5 separate regions of the Mus musculus genome follow, and all the other regions are linked to region 3. Evidence: chromatin contacts called from public HiCAR-type and promoter capture Hi-C data. All regions are on one chromosome and are shown on one strand. The core of a region is the stretch at or near the end of the contact, and the rest is flanking DNA. Distances in the headings are between cores, read along the strand shown. Region 1 holds the start of Chfr (checkpoint with forkhead and ring finger domains). Region 2 holds the start of Ankle2 (ankyrin repeat and LEM domain containing 2). Region 3 holds the start of Atp5k (ATP synthase, H+ transporting, mitochondrial F1F0 complex, subunit E). Region 4 holds the start of Pgam5 (phosphoglycerate mutase family member 5). Region 5 holds the start of AB010352 (cDNA sequence AB010352).

The links. Promoter capture Hi-C pulls out the DNA fragments that hold promoters and counts their contacts. HiCAR-type assays count read pairs that join an accessible place to other places.
Region 1: a contact with region 3 is called in a promoter capture Hi-C map of pre-B cells. The contact joins the promoter of Chfr here to the promoter of Atp5k in region 3. A contact is called at or near these places in 9 of 39 promoter capture datasets (cranial neural crest, frontonasal cranial neural crest, hippocampal neurons and 5 more), 3 of 115 datasets of contacts at active chromatin or transcription factors (astrocytes, microglia and stem cell-derived neural progenitor cells) and 1 of 9 other capture datasets (liver).
Region 2: a HiCAR-type map of astrocytes shows a contact between it and region 3, with 9 times the contacts expected there. The contact joins the promoter of Ankle2 here to the promoter of Atp5k in region 3. A contact is called at or near these places in 9 of 39 promoter capture datasets (the 3T3-L1 cell line, cranial neural crest, frontonasal cranial neural crest and 5 more), 3 of 115 datasets of contacts at active chromatin or transcription factors (astrocytes, embryonic forebrain and microglia) and 1 of 9 other capture datasets (liver).
Region 4: a contact with region 3 is called in a HiCAR-type map of astrocytes, with 7 times the contacts expected there. The contact joins the promoter of Pgam5 here to the promoter of Atp5k in region 3. A contact is called at or near these places in 3 of 39 promoter capture datasets (cranial neural crest, hippocampal neurons and second pharyngeal arch cranial neural crest) and 1 of 115 datasets of contacts at active chromatin or transcription factors (astrocytes).
Region 5: a promoter capture Hi-C map of pre-B cells shows a contact between it and region 3, with 5 times the contacts expected there. The contact joins the promoter of AB010352 here to the promoter of Atp5k in region 3. A contact is called at or near these places in 4 of 39 promoter capture datasets (hippocampal neurons, liver, pre-B cells and 1 more).

Annotation. Positions count from the first base shown.
Region 1 is chr5:110,134,432-110,137,131 of GRCm38.p6, reverse strand. Chfr (checkpoint with forkhead and ring finger domains) reads right to left here and starts at 1,302. Exons shown (of 18, transcript NM_001289577.1): 1 at 1,198-1,302; 2 at 938-1,081. The coding sequence starts at 1,070.
Region 2 is chr5:110,229,670-110,232,369 of GRCm38.p6, reverse strand. It overlaps Ankle2 (ankyrin repeat and LEM domain containing 2), which reads right to left and starts at 1,366. Exons shown (of 13, transcript NM_001253814.1): 1 at 947-1,366. The coding sequence starts at 1,133.
Region 3 is chr5:108,433,021-108,435,720 of GRCm38.p6, reverse strand. Atp5k (ATP synthase, H+ transporting, mitochondrial F1F0 complex, subunit E) reads left to right here and starts at 1,322. Exons shown (of 4, transcript NM_007507.3): 1 at 1,322-1,395; 2 at 1,641-1,695; 3 at 1,892-1,990; 4 at 2,384-2,475. The coding sequence starts at 1,360. The coding sequence ends at 2,409. Gm34319 (a long non-coding RNA gene) reads right to left here and starts at 1,320. Exons shown (of 3, transcript XR_003955776.1): 1 at 1,198-1,320.
Region 4 is chr5:110,268,638-110,271,337 of GRCm38.p6, reverse strand. It overlaps Pgam5 (phosphoglycerate mutase family member 5), which reads left to right and starts at 1,439. Exons shown (of 6, transcript NM_001163538.1): 1 at 1,439-1,686. The coding sequence starts at 1,499.
Region 5 is chr5:109,865,394-109,868,093 of GRCm38.p6, reverse strand. It overlaps AB010352 (cDNA sequence AB010352), which reads right to left and starts at 1,383. Exons shown (of 4, transcript NM_001378279.1): 1 at 1,282-1,383. The coding sequence starts at 1,284. Gm35089 (a long non-coding RNA gene) reads left to right here and starts at 1,474. Exons shown (of 3, transcript XR_389508.4): 1 at 1,474-1,771.

The DNA of each region.
Region 1 (2,700 bases), core at 53-2,552, 1.7 Mb before region 3:
GGACACAAGTTATAGAAATCTATGTCCTAATCCCAGCACTCGGGAGGCACAGGCAGGTGGATTTCTGAGCTTGAGGCCAGCCTGGTCTACAGAGTGAGTTCCAGGACAGCCAAGGCTATACATAGAAACCCTGCCTCATAACCGCCCCCCCAAAAAAAACAAAAACAAAAACAAACGAAAAAAAGAAATGTATGTCCTTGACCCAAAGCAATCGATGTTGGGATCTGTGTATAACTTTGTTCAAATTCTCAGTTTCCTAAGTTCATTAAATAAATTATTCTATTTCCTGGGACTTTGAGATCTTTTCAAATAGAAACCCTGCCATTATAAGTTGCCCTCAGAGCACTGGTTTAACAGTGTCCTAGTCTTCCAGCATATTCTTTGTTCTCATTTGTCACAAAACATTTTTTCTAAAGTCCCTGTGGTTTATTTTTTTTCACCCGTCAACCTTTTAACAGTGGTGTCAAATTTCTACATACCTTTTTTCAGTTTTCCTTTTGTTAATAATTTCTAATTGCATTTCATTGAGAAAGAGAAGTGTACAGTAATGAGGACAAGATCGTATTTCGAAGGATATATTTACAGATCTATTTCACAAAGTTGTACTGAGAACTGACTGATATCCATCATCAAGCATCCAGAAGAGCAACTGCACAAATAAATAAGCCCATTTTATGGGGGGGGGGGGGGGTTGAAAAACAGTGCACACACACACACCCCCCGAATTCCAGTAGCTTCTGTATCGCCAGCCGGGTACTTTTCCCACTTCAAACCCCCTGTCGGTTTCCCCATCTAAACCCACTCTGACTAGGTCTTCGATCCTGTTCTAGGCCCTCGGTCTCCTCTCAGTTGGGTACCCACTTTAGGTCCCTATGCTTCATCCCTGTCTACCCCTTTAGCCTTTATCCTCGTCCTCACTCCACTCTGGCCACCGCACCTCTCCTCCTTCCGATGGTCCACTCGCGTTTCCAAAGAAGGATCTGGGGTTCGTCCTCCTCTGCGCCTAGACGAAGAAGCCTCCCCCAGGGTTCCTGCGGCGGCGGCGGCTGCTCTTCCCCGTGTAGCTCCATAGGACTCACATCTACAGAGACCCAGAAACGCCGGCTCAGGGACTACTTAAAAAACGCTCAGCACCGCTGCTATAGCCTGGCCGCCGCCTGCCTCCCCAGCCAGGACCCCACCCGCCGGCCAGCTTACCCCACGCCCTGCGCGGATCCCGGAACCGGCCTTACAGTCGCCGCCACCGCTGTCAACAGACATCTCGGGTACCCCAGCTGATCCACGGGAGGCGAGGGGGAGGGGAGCAGAGCGGTACGCCCTGTGATTGGCTGGCGGCCGTGCCCACCGAGAGCGACGGCTAGAGCGGTGCCAGAAAAGGCTATCCGGAGGGGGCGGGGCGGAGCGATCGGAGCCTGCGCAGATGAGAGAATGTGCACCTTGTTGCCATCTTTGATGCTGGCAGGCAGGCGCACTTACCTTCCTGCAAAAGCACGGAAGTAGCTGTGGAGGGCACCATGTTAGATTCGGGCCAAAAAAAAAAAAAGACCGAGTAACTTATAGATCGGAAGGTCCTTAAAACCTCACTTGTAATTCCGAGATAAGGTGCTATTTTCACACGTCAGATTACAAAATGTGAAAGCTTGGTACAGTGGGCCAGCCCTTCGCAAGGAGCATAATTTAAGATGTCAATTAGAATAGAAACAGGTAACTCGTCTCTGAGGGCTGATTTGCGGTATCTTTAAATCCTGTTTCTTAGGATCTTGTGTCATTCCCGAGTTGTATGCTACAAGCATGTTGGTGACCCCCCGGTGAGAGAGAAACACTGGCAAAAACAATGCCCTGGAAGAAAGTCACTGAAGACAGAGAAGCAAAGTCCACACACAGTGGTTCTTGAGCAGCTCGGAGTAATGTCTTTGCTGGTGAACAGCTTCAAAAAAGTATTAAACATCTGTTTGTTTGTTTGTTTGTTTGTTTGTTTGTTTTGTAAAAAGAAAACACATACACAGACACATTTGTAAATATATGTGGAAATGCGTCTTTGCCTATGTCTACAAAGATTTACTCAAATACTTTTGAAAGGATATAAAAGTAGCAGTGGCTGCCTCCGGGAACATGGATTTGTACCGGTCTGAAAATCGCCGAAGAAGACCCCAGACATAGATAATATGCAAAGACAAAGAGCGTTTATTCTGAAGAAACAAGCAGTATGTGGGTCACATTTTTTGAAATGGTGTCCGCAGTCAAGGGTGTGTGGGCCTTCTTATTGGGGGGTGGATATTAGGTAATCTCTAATGTGATTGGCTGGGCCACTGTTCACATTTGGGAACTGAACTGTGACCCTCACCCCCACCCCCCAGTTAAGATTATATAGAGTTTTTAAGCCTAAAATCCACAAACATCTGTGCTAAATTATTCCACCAATCAGGATTTAGGGATAGAGGGTTTACTTAGGAACTTGTCTTTGTTGTATATGTACCCTGCTCCCATTGATCTGGGTACTCAACTTGCAGGGACTTGACTTACCTAACATTCATGTCCTAACTTGTCACAGTACCCATGTACATATTTCTTTCTGCCAAGTAGGATGTCAATTCCCAATAGGCCTTAGGAACTTAAACTTTACTCGGCCACTAGTCAAAATGAAAGTCTTATTCCAAATAATTTCTTATATTGGTGCAGGTGTCTCTCTTATGTTGGGGT
Region 2 (2,700 bases), core at 117-2,616, 1.8 Mb before region 3:
TCCACGGCCATGTAAAAATAACCAGCATTACCCTGACCTTCCTGTTCCCATTTCTTAAGCAAAAAACAAACAAACAAAAACAAAAACACGAAAACAAAACCCCCAAGAAACCAACGACTGCTAAGAAAGGGTTGATATGTATGTCAGTGGTAGAAGACTTGTCAAGATGTGCCACGCCTTGAGTTTTATACCCAGCCCTAAGTAATTAAAAAATGAAATTGTGTTTAAGTTCATAGTAGCAAATGGAGCCTCTGTTACCCGTAAGATCTTGTTAGGGTTGGGTTATCTCTAAAGTTCTAAAGTTGAGTTAATGGCTTAAAATGTCATTTTCCTTCTAGAAGAATTACTTTTCATCTTCCACTAAGAACTAGATTTAGGAGAAAGTGAGCGTTAGTGAAAAGTGGCTTCATACGAACACATACCTCGGGCTGGTGAAAGAGCACACCGACTGCTCTTTCCGAAGGTCCTGAGTTCAAATCTCACAACCACATGGTAGCTCACAACAAGAGACCTGACGCCCTCTTCTGGTGCGTCTGAAGACAGCTACAGTGTACTTATTTATAACAATAAATAAATCTTTGGGCGGGGGGCCGATCGGAGTGAGCGAGCAGGGTTGACCCGAGCGAACAGAGGTCCTAAATTCAATTCCCAACAACCAGATGAAGGCTCACAACTATCTGCACAGCTACAGTGTATACTCATAGACATAAAATAAGTAAATCTTAAAAATAAATTTAAAAAATTCTAAAGAAATCTTAAAAAACAAAACAAAAACAAAACACATACCTCGTAAACATGGGATTACAGTTTAGAGAGGTGGAGAGAAGAAGTGCTAACAGGGCTGTGGGTTCTCATCAAAAGTTTCCAAAATATCCGCGATAGGGTCTTACCGTATCCAGGGGGCGTGGAGAGTGAGGTTTTCCTCCCACGACTGACGCTGCCTTACCTGGCTGTGCGGCCACCGCTTCAGACGCGCTGGGCGGAGAGGAGAGCGTCCCGCAACGGTTCAGGTCCCGCGGCCGCTTCTCTAGCCGGCGGACCAGCCAGCGCACGGCGATGAACAGCACCGAGGCGCCCAGGAGCTCCCAGGCCAGGGCCGCCCACTCCACCACAGCCAGCCGCTGCCACAGCATCGCCACCGCCGGCGCCGAGGCCTTGAGCGCGGCCGCTGCAAATGCAGCCCGCGTCGCTCCCGCCTCCGGCCCTCAGAAGACCGCTCGCCTCGCCACGGGAGTCGCGCCTGCCCCAAGCCTCCTCCTCCGCCCGGCCGTGGTTAGACCAGGCGGGCTGCGCGCGCAGTGCGGGCCGTCCCGTTTCCCAACGATCAGGCTAGAACGCGGCCCGGAACGCAGCCTCAGGCGGCTCCGGAGGCAGCCCGGGGTCCTGATTAACGCGAGCGCAGCCCGGCAGTGGCGCGGGCAGCTTGGTCGGGGTCCTGAGTCGGACTCGGCGCGCTGCCTGGCGCGGCTCGCTCTTCAGGTGCGCCGCCCCGAGTTGTCGCTGCTGGAGAGCGCGAGCGGGCTCCTGGGTCACCCAGACTGTGTGTCATCCCGAAGCCAGCAGAGCTGGGGCCATAGTGCTTGACTGATAGGGGCTGAGGATGAATACGGCGGCCAGAAAGCCCAGCTCTGCCTCCTGTTGTTAATGAAGATTTTCTCTGGAATACAGGCAGAATGCCTATACCATTCCGACGGATAACGCGAAAGCCTACCTAGCACTGGGATTAAAGATGTGAGCCACCATGCCAGGCTGCTGATTTTAATTTTTGAAGTCCTTTTCTAACCTTTGTTTTTCTTTTTTGAGTCTTAACTATATATCCCCAAACTGGCCTTATGCTGGAGATCTGCCTCCTTGAGCTCGCAGAAATGTGATTACAAGCATGTCACATTAATTTCTGCCCACAGATCATGAGCTATGGAAGCCCGTGATGGTGTAGAGGCTTCTCACATGTACTCTGAGTGGTCTTTAGAAGGCAGAGTGGAGGATGGAGGCCTGTTCTGTTCAAATGTGTATCCTACCTCCTGCCAGTGAGAACTTGGTAAGACCAATTCTCACTATCCGGAGAGGGTGGCCTGAGGAATGGCCTAAAAAGGCCTGAGTGGAGGCCCCGACACGTTCAATTTACAGGTTACCAGCCAAGAGTCAGATATACATACCCTTCAGGTCATATCTTCAGTTAAAGATGTTACTTACTCCTCAGAACAGTCTCAGGGAAGCCAAACTAGATGACTTGAGAAATGCTAAGATGAATTTCCAGTTATTTTTATAGCCCCAGGATTAGAAAGCTAATTTAGATGTATTTCAGTATTTAGCTGGGCGTGGTGGTGCACATCTTTAATTCCAGACAGAAGCATGTGGATATCTGTGTTCGAGGCCACCCTGGTCTATAGATCCAGCCCAAGAGGCATCCAAGACTAAGTAGCAAAACCTTGTCTCAAAAAAACCAAGATAAATAAGTTAAATTTAATTATAGGCAGATGGGTAAAGTAGTATTAATTCCTTAAAGAAACAGGTACAGGAATATGTCATAGAGCAGTGGAGAACAACTTTTAATGTTTTGTCTTTTGCTTCATAATTGTGTTTATTTAAAGAGACCATGTGGGGTGGGGGGCTGAAAAGATGGCTCAGCGGTTAAGATCACTGACTGCTCTTCCAGAGGTCCTGAGTTCAATTCCCAGCAACCATATGGTGGCTCACAAC
Region 3 (2,700 bases), core at 73-2,572:
GTAATTCTCGTCTCAGTTTAGGAACATTTCTAGGATTCTAACAGAGAAGAACTAGGGCTTTGACTCCAGATCAAATGTAGGCAAAGTTCCAGAGCCTAGGGCAATGGTTCCTCTTCTGATGGCCCCGGAGAGCTGGGTACCTATTATGAGTCCTGCAGTTTTCATTGCTGCATTTTATCCACTTTATATTCATAATTATGTTCTCTTTATAAGTATGGACTATAAAGAGTCAGGAAAAGATACCCCATCCCTACAGACTGTGTACCTTTCCAAGCCCTGGTGCAATGCAAAACTGAGGAGGCTGGTTCAATCAACAGCCTTAGGAAGATTTCAAGTCACTATGGGGCATTGGGGTAAAGCCAGCCATTCAGTGGGTGGCTACAATCTATACTATGACAGATGTACACAAAGATGCTTGCCAATAGACACAGCTGATAATCACCTTGTCTCCATCTTGCCCCATCCCAGGCCAATGATGCTCAACTTTCCTAATGCTGTGACCCTTTAATACAGCTCCTTATGTGACCCTCCCCATACATAACATTATTTTCATTGCTACTTTATAACTGTAATCTTGCTACTGTTATGGGTCATAATGTAAATACTTTTGGAGATAAGTGTTTGCCAAAGGGATCACAAAGGGTTGGTCTAGACCGACATGGCTGCTAGAGAGGTACCCACTCTGGGGACATGGACTGCAGAAAGGTAAGTTTGGCAATCTGGGTGCTCCATGGTCAGTCTCTATGAGGCCTGAAAAGGAGGTCAATAGGACTCAGGATCTGTAGTCCTGAGAGTGTGGGCAGGGAGATGCAGGGGTTAGCCTCATTTGGATGAACATTACCTGTAAAGCCCAATGGAAATTAGGAGCTCTGGGCGAGAAAACACTGGTCGGAGGACATATGTGTCCAATGCCGGAAATTGCAGGAAAGCCCTGGAAGGTTGCTGACCTCTCAGGAAGGGCCAATACAAGTTCTGTAATCTCATGCCCAAACCCACCGCACCCAATGGGCCGCTGGAGTCGGCCAGGTGTGCTCGTCTGTTCCAAGAGATAAAGGGATTGTTTGCGTGCTCCAGTCCACAACAGGTGGGCGACAGATTCCAGGGCTGGTCAGTCATTACACGCCGGTGCTGAAGTAACGAGGCTCTGTGTCACCACCCTTTTGAAGCCAGCTTACACTAACAGCCTAGACTTCCTACCTGGAGAGTAGTAACCAGCCCCGTGGGAACGCTCGGCTATCCTCCAGTCGCTAGGGGGCAGCGCTTTCACTGCGGCGCATGCGCCTTTCTGGCTTCAGGAGGCGGCTTTCATTCTCTGTCTTCCGCCTCAGTTGAGCTTCCGGCGCGAAGGTCACGGACAAAATGGTGCCCCCGGTTCAGGTCTCTCCACTCATCAAGGTGAATCCTCATCCCCGTTGTTGCGCGGTGCTCAAAGCTCCTCTATGCCCCCTTTCCCCTCCCCTCCCGTGACTTAGCATTGCCCACCCTTGGGACTGCTGGCTGTGGTCTCGAGCAATCCCGGCCCTGCAACCCTTGCACACACACCCGCCCCGTACTCCCTCTCCCAGTACTCCTCGATGTCCGACCCCTGCGATCCCCTTGTTCCCTCGGTGTGCCTTCTACTATAATGTTTTCTTCTGCAGTTCGGCCGGTACTCCGCTCTGATCATCGGCATGGCATACGGCGCCAAGCGCTACAGTGAGTTTGGGGACCGGGAGAACGGGATTCCGGGTGAAAGGCTGTGTGACACTGCTCGAGCCTGCAGTTCCTTGGGAGGGAGATGATGCCAGGCCCTAGAGGGGGGCAGGTGGGAACAGCTATCTGGAGATTTTGGAGTCGGCTTTTTCACGAAGCAGCATTTTCAGAGAAGTTAATTGCTTCCACTCCCCCCCAGGTTACCTAAAACCCCGGGCAGAGGAGGAGAGGAGAATAGCAGCGGAGGAAAAGAAGAGACTAGATGAGTTGAAACGGATTGAGAGAGAACTGGCGGAAGGTATGGCTTTTAGCCTCTCCCAACACCCCCGAGTTTTCTGGAAGTAGCTGCTGCTTAGTGGACCAGGGGCTGCCTCTCATCCCATGACTGTTTTGTCCAGTGCTGTCCTCCGTGGAGCCCAGTGGAGTGTGAGAGGCATACTGCCCCTTCTCTTGGGTAGCATCTGCAAATTGCCTTTCGAGAGGTTACTGCTGAGCAGGCTCTCTGACCCCTCTGTGTTGACTTCCTGTGGATTCCAGTCAGATGGAGAAGGCAGTTGGGGATGCAAAGGATGGTTTTAGTAATGAAGTTAGGGTTCTCTTGGAATTAGATTCTTGATTGTTTAAAGCCCAAGTCCCCGTAAGGTGGCCCAAGTCTGTATAATGTTTGACATGGTCTCTTCTCACTTTTCAGCTCAAGATGACAGCATTCTCAAGTGAGGCGTCAGCGAGCTTGCTTTTCTCTAGTCGTTGAGAACGAATAAAGCTTCATTGTGTGATGCTGTGGCTTCCTCTCTCTTTACTGTTTGCTTCTAGGTACCGGCTCTGTGGTTGCATCCTGGCTTTTCCTTGGGTAGGGAGGGTCGGGGGTGGGGTGCAGTGGGTGGAGTTTCAAAGGAATTAATGATCATTACCAGACACACAGACAAAGCGAGAAGTGCTGGGGCATGTGAAGGTGCAGTGGTAAGGCCAAATTAGGGCTCCAGGGATGCCGGGGTAATCCCTGGAGTG
Region 4 (2,700 bases), core at 190-2,689, 1.8 Mb before region 3:
GATTTTTGTTACACACACCCTATTGATGCTTCCTGTGAAAGATTAAAGCATCTAACAGGTCCTGCTCTGGTGCCTGGCTGAGGTCCTGTCAGGAAAGCAGCCTCTTAAGGACAACTAGCCACACTGCCCTCCTGGCAGCCAGTTTAGATATTGGGGCTCACTGGGCAGACACCTCTGCAGTCATATGGGCCACCAGAACCTCCGTGGAAGACTTGCTCCAGTCATGATCTGTCCAGACAGCCTCCACCGACACTGAGCAAGACAGCATGGTAGTGAACTCTGATGACCTTGCAATCGTCTCATCCAGGCCAGGGGGAGGCTCTCCCTTGGTGGCTCTGCAGAAAACCTGCGATTGATTCAAACGTGCATGAAGGACTGCCAGGATTGGGGCTAAGACCCTTGCCATAACACCCTTTTCTCTTTATATATAAGCCGACTGAAACTCACGTTTCAGTCAGTGTGAAATACAGCCTCTGTATCCTTTTTTTTTTTGGTATGTCAGGCCTTAGAGGGTTTTTGTAAAAAAAATTTAATTTATTTTTATCAATAGTAGGGTAGGCTGAGCTAGGAACACCAAAAGGCTGAGGCTAGAGAGAATAGAGAGCTGAGGTGAAAGAAGGCTGTGGAAAAAACAGATCCTGTTGCTAAGACTTTTAGGGAGCTGTCTAGCCAAAGGACCGCCTTAGCCATTGTGGAAGGCCAAGGGTTCTGAGAATGTCTGAGGTTAGAGGTTCATTCAGGAGCAGTAATATTACCAAATGCCTGCTGCTGTTCATTGTTGCTCAAAGATGAAAATTATAACAGCTGCCAAGTGCTGGGCCGCTTGGTAGTTAAAGCCCAAGCCTGGAGCTGTAAGTCCGTGGGCCTGCCAGTCTAGTCCCTAGGCCTTGGGTACAATGGCCCTGGAAGAGCAGGTGGACACCTTTCCTACACAGAAGGACCCGGTCAATTGGTCAAAAGCAACTAGAGCGGTAAAACTTGGAGGCGCGATGGTAGGTGCCAGGGACTAGGGGTGGGGAATGGAGGGTTGATAGTTGAATGAAGAAGGTTCTTAGGGAAAAAAATGGAAAGAATTCAGGAGGTGAAAGTTGAGAGTATGCATACACTTAAAGATTACAAATGAAAACATAAAAACTTCAAATTGAAGTGCCAAACTTGAGGTTTTTCAATTCATATAAACCCAGTGCCTGCAGGCAGATTTCTGAGTTCGAGGCCAGCCTGGTCTACAGAGTGAGTTCCAGGACAGCCAGGGCTACACTGAGAAACCCTGTCTCGAAAAACCAAAAAAATAAAATAAAATAAATAAATAAACCCCAGTGCCTGATTTCCACCCACTAAAGGGCAGGCATCTGCGCCTGCTACCCTGCGACCACCGGCAGGTGGCGCCCTGGGCCGCGTTTCCTGATTCGTCGGGGGGGGGGGAAGGGGCGGGACTTCCACCAGCCGGAAGCGGAAGTCTGCTCCTGGCGTCCCGCCGTCAGGTCGCGCGATTTGCGGCATGGCTTTCCGGCAGGCGCTTCAGCTGGCGGCCTGTGGTCTGGCCGGTGGCTCGGCCGCTGTTCTCTTCTCGGCGGTCGCGGTAGGGAAGCCGCGAGGTGGCGGGGATGCAGACACGCGCGCGACCGAGCCGCCGGCCTGGACAGGAGCGCGAGCCGGGCGCGGCGTCTGGGACACCAACTGGGACAGGTGCGGGGACGGGAGGTTTGGGCTCGGCCCTGCTTCCTCACCTCCATCCCGGGATGGCGGAGATCGGTGCTCTGAAGGGAAGGGGACGCTGCGTGCTAGTGGGTCTTGAGTTTGTGTGAATCGGTGGCAGTGCCTGGATGGCGCACCTCCCGAAGGTCTTCGCGCCTGGGCCACCCGTCTCTCTGAGGGACCTCTAACCGCCCGGACCCCATACTCGAAGAGTCCTTGTTCAGAGACAGTGCACCAGGTCTTTGTCCCAGGACCACCATCCTCTGTGGGCCTGAAATTCCAAAGGATTAAGTCTTACTCAGAGTCAGGGTCTTGATAGACAGCCAGGTTTGCCTCACAAATTCTCCTCCTGCAGCTTGGGGAAGATTGGGACTGCAAGCATGCTATCCCTTCAGAGGCCAGAGAACCCGTGCGTGAAGTAGAGCCAAGGGTTGGGTTACCCATGGAAGCCGGGTACAGTGGCATGTATAGCGAGTGGCATGCAGCTTTAATCCCAGCACTGGGAGTCAGAGGCAGGCAGAACTCTGAATTCTGGGCTATATAGAAACACCTTGTCTCAAAAAAAAAAAAAAAAAAAAAAGAAAGAAAGAAAAAAGAAATGACCTGATTTTAAATGTTTCATATTTGCTTGCTGTGTCTGCTTACGTGGATGGATTGGTACAGTGGCCTTGTTAGGTGGGGAAGGATGCATGACAGATGGATCAACAAGTGCCGGAAGGGACTAAAAGGGGCATATCCACTTGGTTTCTTTCTGGTATGCCTTCCTCTCTGACAGTCGTCTCCAAATTTTGTCTGGTCCAGCCCCACACACGGCCCTGTAGCTGCAGCAAGACTTTGGCCTGGTCTGTATATGGGACTAACACCCCAGGTTAGCCTGCTCAGATCATGCTTGAGCCGCCACCACCACCCTTTCCAGACCTTCCTCTTCCACCATTGTGTTAATTTGGGCAGCTCTGACTTGTCCTATTCCTGCCTCCTACATTTAACTGAGTAGCTTCAGTTTCT
Region 5 (2,700 bases), core at 134-2,633, 1.4 Mb before region 3:
GGAAAAGGGAGGAGATGGGAGACACCTCTGAAGTCAGCAGAAAGATGAAGAAAGTATGAAGTTTACAGAAACATCAGACAATGGGACACACTCAGGAGAAGGCTAATCAAACACTGCTGCACAAGGGACAACTCAGGGTTTCTCAAAAACATTTCTGACCAAACTTCTAGTGGCCTTGGAACTGATAACCACAGCCCCATATGGTGGGAAGTTGTGCTCTCAGAATCTGATTCAACTCCTCCCAAAGGCCCTGGGCCCAGACCATTACCAGCTCTCCCAAGTGTATTCCTGATTTTAGAAAAGGCCCTGGTTTTATCTCTATACCCAGGGCCTCAGGGTAAGCTCCCAAGGACCCAGTTGAGTAGGCCCCAGGCTGTGACTGGCTCAGCCAAGCATGTTCCTGGGTTTCAGAAGGAGCTGTGTCCTGCTCCAGACATGGGGACCTCAGGGAAATTACAGCTTGATCAGGCCAGTACTCAATAATACAAAAGTTTTCTTCTCTTTTCTTTTTCCCCCTTTCACATGGCTGTCACTATGTGTCATCTTGCCAATGTGTCAGAACTATGCTTTTCTCAAGAAGAAAACAGAACCTTTATGGCACACCAGGCCTTACTGTAGATTGTGATCCTGTAATGCCTCATTGAGCAGCTGGTTAGAGGCCTGCTCTTTGATATGGAGATGGGCCTAGATGCTTGCTGTAAATCAAGTTTGTTTCCTTTGTTATGGTTTGGAACCATATATCTGGGCAATCCTGGTGAACAAGCATGTGTATCCTAGTAACCTATACTCTAAATGCCCTGGTTAGCACATTACTTATCTGTGGGATGTGTTACATGCAGTGCACCCTCAGCTAAATTCTACTTGGAGTGCCTTACTATCCGCTAAGCTTTAGTAAATCCTTTACATCATCAATCCTGCACTTTTACATCACAGCTTGATATTGGATTGCTACCCAGCACACAACCTCCACAAAATTAACTCCAAATGGATTGTCCACCTTAATGTCAAATGCTAACAACAGAACTTGTAGAAACTAGGACTCTCTGAGTTTGGGATCAAGCCAAAGATCTTTCTACACACAGGCCAAATGCTCTGCACAGATGCATCCCACACAGTGAAGTTATTCAGAGGCTATAGCTGGGTCCCGCGAGTGGCTAGGACCTCAGGGGACCTCACACATGGTTGCAGATTCCCACTGAGTCCCGGGAAAGACCCACCGCAGCAGCTCGCGCTGCTCAGACCCCTGCTTCTCCCCATTGTTTTCAGTGACCTTGTACTCACCATGTCGCAACTTCGAAGCTTGCCTTAACACCCTCCACAGCATCCAGCGGCAGGACAGAGAGCACAGCCTGCTCAGCTACTAAGCGAAACCGGCACCAAGGCACCCGGAAACCCCGCCTTCCCTTCTGACTGGCAGGTTCGCCTAAAGGCTCTGATTGGCCAGTAAGTCTTGAGTGACGCGAGTACCTCCCCTAGGGTTAGAGTGTGCTGAAGGTACACAGTGTAGAGGTTCTCAGCCCAAGCTTCTGTCCAGGGCCCAACCTCTTCCAGATCTACGGGGATCTGCATTTCTGTAGTACTAGTGCGAGTCCTCAGATATCCTACCCATCTGTCTCCCCGCGCAACCGCAGGGAAGCCCCACCACTCCACCTGCCACTGCTCAGCCGCTTGCTCCTCCCCTAGGTGGGCAGTGACCCTGTCATCACCAGGGCCTAACTTCAGCCACAGCTTCCCTCAGTAGGCTGTTTGCCTTCTTCCTCCTTGAATCAAGGTAGGGAGCTTGCATAGCCCATTACTCAACTTGCAGGGGAGTTATCAATCTGTCCCATAAGCGGAAGGGTATTAACAATTAAAGAGAGATTTGGGGAAACAATAGTTTATAGAAATTAATAGGCTTATTAATTTCTGGTTTGTTATAGTCATAGTGTAATTTATTTTTGCTTCAATCTTAATAATCAGTTTAAAAGGATGCAGTTATGCAGTGGGCCAGCCCCAGCGTGGGGTGTTTCTTCTTTTTTGGTTTTGGTCTTATTGAGGAAGCGGAGGGGGAAGAGTAGGCTGAGGGAAAGACTTTTGTCTTTTGAGATTCTAGGGTAAGACTTTGTCTCACCGAAAATTTAGGGTTGCTGTATAATAAAATGTTTACTTATCTAAGTCTAAGTTACTATGCTGTTGTAGCTGACCTGCCTTCTGTGATCCTCTGAGGCCAGAAATCACAGTTTCTGGCACTCAGCACCTCATCCTAAAACAGCAGGAGATTAAGTAAAGGATTAATTGCTAGACCCTTTGCCCTATTGTCCAGATGCCTCCTGCTGGGAGGGAGTTTGGAGCAGTAGACTTCTATTGAACCAGGAGAAGAGAATAACACTCTAAGAAGGAAAAACTTTTACATAAGCAAATATGCATAATCTCACATAAATTCATATTGAGCTTCATTCATGCTCATTTATTCATTTTTATTCAAACCCAGCTGGGCCCAGCTTTCATGCATTCTCACAATTACATACTTACACACACACAAGCAGACATTCTCACAATTTTATACTTACACACACATCCATACTTACATATGCATATGGAGCAAAAGACCAAGCATGGGCGCAGCAAGGATTCACTCAATCTGGATGAAAAAAAAAAAAATGTGTTCCAATCTTTATTACATAGAGAAAGAAAAGGCTTCTACCTTTTTAATGCTAAATA